Regions from separate parts of the Mus musculus genome. Here region 1 is linked to region 2. The links are chromatin contacts, called in public ChIA-PET maps. All regions are on one chromosome and are shown on one strand. The core of a region is the stretch at or near the end of the contact, and the rest is flanking DNA. Distances in the headings are between cores, read along the strand shown. Region 1 holds the start of Sik2 (salt inducible kinase 2). Region 2 overlaps Sik2 (salt inducible kinase 2).

Region 1 (3,700 bases), core at 713-3,212, 43 kb before region 2:
AGATGTGTGCAGTTTACATTTTTCTGCTTTGTTTCTTCGTGACAGATTCAGAATATGTACTTTTAAAGTAATATCACTTCAGAGATATGTCCTGGGTACTTCAGATCAGAGGGCCCTGTGTGTTATTTTATTCCAATTGCTAACTAGGATCATTCTATCAGGAAATTGACTGTCAGATTTCTTCACTATAATTTGTTATCTTTTGTTAATCCTTCCCAATGATTTTTTTATTCCAAAGATATTTTGAGACTGTTTAAATACCCTATTCCCCAACCAAACTTTACCCAATGACTTTAACAACTATTGTTAATTCTTGTCTGAGCCAGTTATTACTATAACAGCCACAAAATGGTGATTTCATAATTTTTACATGCATCCTCTTCTCATTTATCCTGACTGGGAACATAGCTCAGTGATACAATACTTGCCTAGCATGGGTACCGTTCTGAGTTTGAGTTTCCTGAATGAGATGGGGAGGGCATAGACATTTAAGGGGGCTTATCACATATACAATATTTCTGAGAACCTGTCTAAAAAAAAAAGTAAAGTGACAAAATGAAGTATGAGCTCCTTCTAAGATTTTAATGTAGGCTGGGAATGGTGACACCTGCCTTTAATCTCAGCACTCAAGAGACTGCCTAGTCTACATGGCAAGTTACAGGCTATCTAGGGCTACATAGTGAGATGATGTTTCAAAAACAAAAAAAAAAACAACAGTCCCAAAACAATAAAACACTAGGGCCTAAGAGATGGCTCATTGGCTAAAGTTACCTACAGCAACCACCCCTAGGACTCACAGAGTGGAAGGTGAGAACCAACTCCCACATCCTGTCCTCTGACTTCTTACACAAAATAAAAAGTAATGTGTGTTATAGTGTATTTCCAAAATTGTTGGTTTTTGATACTTAGATTGGCTCAGATTTGGCACTGGTGGGCCCCTTCAAGCTGGCTTCTGACATATTCTTCCTGTTGTATACAAGGAATCCCCTGGTTTACTCATATTAGATCTTTCAAGAGCATCTTATACTTGCCCCCGCTGTCATTACTCCCAAACGAGTTGCGTTTCTTTTAATGGACAATGGGTACCCAGGAACCAAGGTCTGGACACACATAATATATTTCAAGATATTAAAATGTTGTGTTTACTTAGGTCACCATATGGAAGACTGGTGTGATGGGTTATAATTAGAACTCTAGCATTACCTGTGTGACGTTGGCAACTCCCTTCATTCTGGCAGCCTGCTGCGTCATCTGGAAACAAATCGGATTAGATACTTTTTAACCGTTTACAAGTTCCCAAAGCGTTTTAGGATAATACCGGGTCACCTCTCCACAGAGACATGCTCAACTAACATGCTCAACCTACATTTCAGAGGTTCCAGACTCCGAAGCCCATTAGCAATTCCAAATTCCGGGCTTAATCATCTCTGGGGTCTCTTTAGCGCTGACATTTTTTTTTTTTTTCTGCAAGTGACCGACTGCTGTGAGTAGGAATTTAGACGTCAAAAAGTGGAGAGACTTATTTAGTACTGACAAGGGAGCTAAAATGAACACAAAGAAAAGAGGCTGTGAGCAATGCATTGCTCAGCCACGGTGCTCCTCGGGCTCCAAATTTAGCGCTGCAGTCCGCTGAAGAAGAGGTTTTGGCGGGAAGGGCTGCCCCGGCGGAGAGCGCCCGCCAGGCGACCCTCCAGGAGACTGGCCCAGTGCATCCTCCGCACGGCCCACCAGGGCTCGCTCTTGCGCTTCTGCTGGAAGGCAGGAGGAGCGGGGCGGGGCGGACGGCGACCCCGCCCCCGGCCGCGACGCCCTCCTCAGCCTTCTCAGGCCTCGCCGCGGCCGGAAGCCTCGTGCCCGCCCGACCCGCGCACCGCCCCTCCCTCCCGCCCCCGACGTCGGCGCGGCTGCGGTAGCCATGGTGACCGGTGGAGGCCCGCCCCCGCCCCCTGCCCCGGCCCCCTGACGTCGGCTCACGTCAGCGCCGGCGCGCGCCTGGCTGGGCCCTGTGGGGCGGGAGGGAAGCAGCGCCGGAGCGAGAGCCGCGGCCGTCGCCCAGAGCCCAGGCGCGCCGCCCGACGCCCTCCTGCCCGCTCCGTGCCGCTTCTTGCCGGCCAGTTCGTTCGCGTTCCCGTCGCCGTGTCCTGCAGCGGGGGCCAAGCATGGTCATGGCGGATGGCCCGAGGCACTTGCAGCGCGGGCCAGTCCGGGTGGGGTTCTACGACATCGAGGGCACGCTGGGCAAGGGCAACTTTGCCGTGGTGAAGCTGGGGCGGCACCGGATCACCAAGACGGAGGTGCGGCCCCGGGGTTCGGCGGGAGCGTGGCGCGGTTGCGCCCCGGGCGGGGGACGGCGGGCCTGGCACTGCGGGGACCGCGGGGTGCAGGTCGAGTGTGTGTGGGGTGTCCCCGGGAAGCCACACAGGCTTCCGTCCCGACTCTCCCACCCGGGAACCTGGTCTGTGGCCTCGGCTCCTGAGCACAAGTTCCGCGTCTTCCCGGCTTTCGGCTGGGGGTGGGGTGGGAGGGGAAGTCTCTGTGCTCCGGGGCCGCGCGGGGACCAACGTCGCCGGCCGGAGAAAGGGGACCAGCAGCTCCCAGGCTCGGCGGACGCGGAGCGCGGCCCGGACCAAGCCCTCCTCTTCTGCCCGGCGAGGAGGGGGTGACGCGGACCGGACTGGTGCGGACGGGCCGCTGTCCATCTTCTCTGGGCCCGCAGGGTCTCTGAAACGGTTCTTTGGCTGGCTTGATCACTTGCAGGAGGTATAGCAAATACACCAGACAATAGAGCTGGTTAAAAATGGTCATCTCAGCTCTGCACCGTTCTCTGGGGTTGTCCCTTTACCAGGTGTGCATGCTGGCTGCGAGCACGCATTCCTTAAGCCACATCAGATGGACTGTACTCAGCTCTCGACAGCGTCCTGACATTGACTCTCCAGCATCCTCCCTCCGTGCACTGTACATATTTTCTCCCCAAGTCTGCGTTCTTACCTAGCCCACCCTCTTCCTTCCATTGCCTCAAGCTGCTCTCCTCGGGGTCTCTATTTTAAGACGTGCAAATTAAATACCTTGGAAAAAAAACGATCGAAACAAAACCATTTCTTAGTCTACAACCTAGTGGTTTTGACGTACTCTATTCTGCCTTGTGATTGCCACTTGAGTTTCACCGATTTTCAGTTTCTCTCCCCAGTTTTCATCCTTTTCGGGTTTTTTTCCTACTATGTTCTTAAGAACGTTCTAATCTTTGACTATAGGACCTCCACCCCCACCCCCTGCCCAGGATGACTTACGCTTATGTAAGGTAAAGGGCATTTAAAAGCCTTACTGTTTTCTTAGCAGTTGTACTTAAAAGTTTTGCTTCATGTCCATTTCCATAAAGAAGGAGGACATGTCTAACATGTCTTCACTTTTTGTTTTGCCTCACAAATCCCTGACACACCACTTAAATCTTTCTTCTTTAGGGCATCAGTACCAAGGTCAAAATTTTTCCTTTCACAAATTTACCAGTGTTATGAATCTAGATTGCTATAATGATAAGTATATTGACATTACCAAACTTTTGCATAGCTGAATTTGACCCCAGCATTTTTGTAATGATTAAAGTGTTTCGTTTTTATAAAGAGTTATGGCCAAATGTCATACCTTTACCTCGACGTTAAATTAAAAGGAAGTATCTTAAATGGGTGTATTTATGAGTCCTTTT
Region 2 (3,399 bases), core at 302-2,801:
TATGCTGAATTTCCTCCACATTTTTGTTTTGTGTTTTTATTTACATATATGATATTTACTATCAATTATTTTGACATTCCAAATAAAATGAATCATGGTATGCATTGACTAATTCCATTCAATTTAATAATTTAACTTAGAAACTTATATTTTATTAACATAATAACACATTATTTGTGTTCTCCTAGTCTGTCTTAGTCTGTTTTGTGCTGTTATAACATCTGAGTGGGGAACTTATGAAGAATAGAAATTTATTTCTCACATGCCTGGAGGCTGGGAAGTCTTAAGTTCTGAGCTTACTCAAGAGAGCCTTTTATACCCTAGTGGGAAGTAGTCTACATTTTCAAATAAAAGGTAGAAAAGGTCATAGGCCAGAGGCTTCTTTTCTTGGGGCCTTCTTTCTGGTTCAAAAGAGACCTTGATCTATTCACCTCATTAAAGTCCCATTTCTCAACATCAACATACTTACAGTCAATTGCAACACTTGAATTACAGACCATAGCACATGCTACATTACCCTCTATAGAGTAAACTCCTTGAAAAGGACCTTCTTGGTTTAATCTGAAGATAGAAAATGAAACTTCGGTGTCCTTTTGTTTTTCAGTAGCCTCATAATAAATTTGTGAATGTTTTTGAGCATTTATGATTTGCTAGTCATAAGTAGAAGAAGGGAATAGCAATGGTGTATCTTGTCTGTTTTCCACTCTCTCCTCTAGTCTCTCATTCCCTCTCTGTTCCCTCCCTCCCCTGTGCCTCCTCTGCCTCATTGTAAGTCAGATTTTTCTCTCTTGGGAAAATCTATTTTAAAGAGAATAGTGTTCCCCCTTGTAGCATAGGTAAAAGATGGGACACCTTTGAGCCCAACCCTTCTTATAGGATGCACAGAATAGGGTTATCAAGATGTCTCTTGGGAATTCAGGGGCAAATTAGCCATTATCATGTTGTGAAGTGGAGTTTAAAATAAGATAGGGTTTTTTTTTTTTTTTTGAGTTTTTGTTCTGTGTATTGGCTTTCAAATATCTTAGAATATCTAAGACCTACTCTTGTCTCTGTAAGCAAACTTAAAGAGCAAGCAAGAATTTTATGCATGAGATGGTGTTTGATTTGAAACATGAAAGGCTGTTGAAAGCATGTGTTCTGCCTAATGTGTGAGATGTCCCTGGATAGTACTTGGGCTGCTGCTGCCTTTTTTGGTAAATTTTCTTTTAGGTGGCATGTTCTTCCTGTTTTGGTAAAGTATTGTAGAGTTTGAAACCTTTTAGGGATTTTTCATATTTCTACTTTTGATCTGTTCATACATTGATCTTATTAATCAGAATAGAATATACAGCTGCTTCAGAAATCTGTAACTCCTACGAAGACAGTTTAGATCATGTGCAGTGGGATGTGGTTTCAGTGAAGGTAAAAGTGAGCAAACTGCAGAAACTGGAAATTATGAGGTTTGCCTGCAGAATGAAGCAGCTGAGCTTGATGAGAGCAGATGGGGGCGGAAAAGTGGGAAGTGGGGGGAGATGGCAGTAGGAAAGAGAGCAAGAAGGGTATGCAAGAGTGAGGGAGGCTGTGTGCTGCAGGCTCTCTGTGCCAACCACAGGAAGGATAACCTGTGCTGATCTCATCTCCTAGGTAGGGAAGAGCTATTCAGTTTCTAAATAAAGAAATGACTTGTTCAGAGTTCTTCAGAAAGATTCATTTGTATTAGAATTGGAAGATGTAAAACCATAGTGATACCCTGTCAGGAGCCTGAGTGAATTTAATCGGGACTAATGTGAGATAGTATTGACAGCTTACCTGGAGAGGAGGAAGTGAAGAAAAAAGACAGGGTGAGAGGCAGCTACTGAGAGAGATGTCAGGCTGGGGCTAACTTCAAAAGCATAAGAGTGAAATGAAAGAAAGGGGAAAGTGTGGTCTGGAGATTTGAGACATACATGCTGATAAGAACCTTTACTGTCTGTGGACCATCTCTGACACTTGGGTACTTTACTCTCTTTTAAGGCCAGTTTGTATTGCACTAATTATGCAACCATTCCTTTTTTAATGTCTGTATAGTCTTCCTTGTTACAGTGTACTGCCATTGAAGCCGTTAAAATCCCTCACCTCTCTCAGCTTTAATCTTCATTTGAAATTTTACCCTAATTAGGTTTTTCTTTTTCTTTCTTTGTACCCTGTATAGAGTAAGTAAATGTTGGAACACTCTCAGCCCAACTCTTTTTGTGGGATGCACAGTACAGGGTATCAGAATGTCTCCTGAGAATTCAGTCAAGCAAGGCAGCCTAGCTGAGCCATCCTGGGAATTAGCAAGCCAAGTGACATCTAAAGGAATGGCTCTGCTCTTTATAACAGCCTTTTTCTTTCTTGATGCTATAGTTGGCTGTTTCTCTCTGGTTCCCAGTTTTCTTCCTGTCTGCTCTCACAAGTTCCCTGTTTATATATACTGTCTCAGTTCATTTCTCTACAACTGACAGCTTCCTCTTTGTCTCTCATTTTCCCAAGACAGAAAATAAAATGTGATGCAACTAACTCCCTTTTCCTTTTCCATTTGTTTGTTTGTTTGTTGTTTTGTTTTATTTTTGGTTAGTTGGCTGCTGCTGCTCCACCTCCTCCTCTTCCTCTTCCTCCTCCTCCTCCTCCTTCTTCTTCTTTTTTTGTTTTTTTGGTTTGTTTGAGACAGGGTTTCTCTGTAGCCCTGGCTGTCCTGGAACTCATTCTGTAGACCAGGCTGGCCTTGAACTCATTACGATTTGCCTGCTTAGGATATCTGGGATTAAAGGCACCACCACCACCACCTGGTGTAACTCCCTTTCAACCTGACTGGCAGTGTTTCTTCTAATCAAGCAGCTTCTCCTTTCAAGTAGTAAAAACTGGCTGAGGTGTAAGGAAATGTCTTATCTTCCACAGTAGGAAGGCCAGAGAAGGGCAGCCTTTAGAGTTAGTTAATAAAACTACACTCAGCCATGTTTTCAAGAACCCCACGTTCTACATCCCTCACTTTGCCATCCTGTGTCACCTGAGCTTTTGGTAGAATATCCCTGCTACAGCAGGAAGCAACCACTGTTTCCTTTGGCTTTCTCTAAGAAGTAAGATGTTTCTAAAGTGTCAGGTTTTGTTGGCTGGGTTTATATTAGAGATATGTCTGTGTTCATGGTCTGATAGGACATAGTCAGTACGCCAAATGCACCATCTCTGAGCCTAGCACTGGCAAAGAAAACAGCATGCCTCTGAAACTGATGGGGCTCATCTCTGAGTCAGTCGTTCTCCTCTGATGTAAGTGGGTAAACTAAGGCTAACCTGGAGAGAGAGGGGAACTAGCAATGATGTATCATTTCCATCTTTTTCTGTCTCTGACTCTGGCTTTGCCTCAGCCTCTCAGTGTCTCTTCCCCCAGTCTTTCCTTCCCTCTCT

What was found. ChIA-PET counts read pairs in DNA pulled down with a chosen protein or histone mark.
Region 1: a contact with region 2 is called in an RNA polymerase II ChIA-PET map of memory CD8 T cells, with 66 read pairs. The contact joins the promoter of Sik2 here to the enhancer-like site in region 2. A contact is called at or near these places in 1 of 39 promoter capture datasets (the HPC-7 cell line), 4 of 484 Hi-C or Micro-C datasets (cerebral cortex, forebrain, group 2 innate lymphoid cells and 1 more), 9 of 115 datasets of contacts at active chromatin or transcription factors (CD8 T cells, the HPC-7 cell line, the SCID.adh cell line and 4 more) and 1 of 9 other capture datasets (adipose tissue).

The regions. Positions count from the first base shown.
Region 1 is chr9:51,007,335-51,011,034 of GRCm38.p6, reverse strand. It overlaps Sik2 (salt inducible kinase 2), which reads left to right and starts at 1,962. Exons shown (of 16, transcript NM_178710.3): 1 at 1,962-2,294. The coding sequence starts at 2,160.
Region 2 is chr9:50,964,598-50,967,996 of GRCm38.p6, reverse strand. The region is part of intron 3 of Sik2 (salt inducible kinase 2); the gene reads left to right. Among named protein-coding and RNA genes, the nearest start is that of Sik2, 43 kb to the left of the region's middle. Within about 2 kb of position 1,551, at least 34 of the 459 cell types and tissues checked have an H3K27ac peak or open chromatin away from gene starts, as enhancers often do. A contact at or near this core is called in the HPC-7 cell line, the SCID.adh cell line, bone marrow-derived macrophages and 1 more, where this site is marked.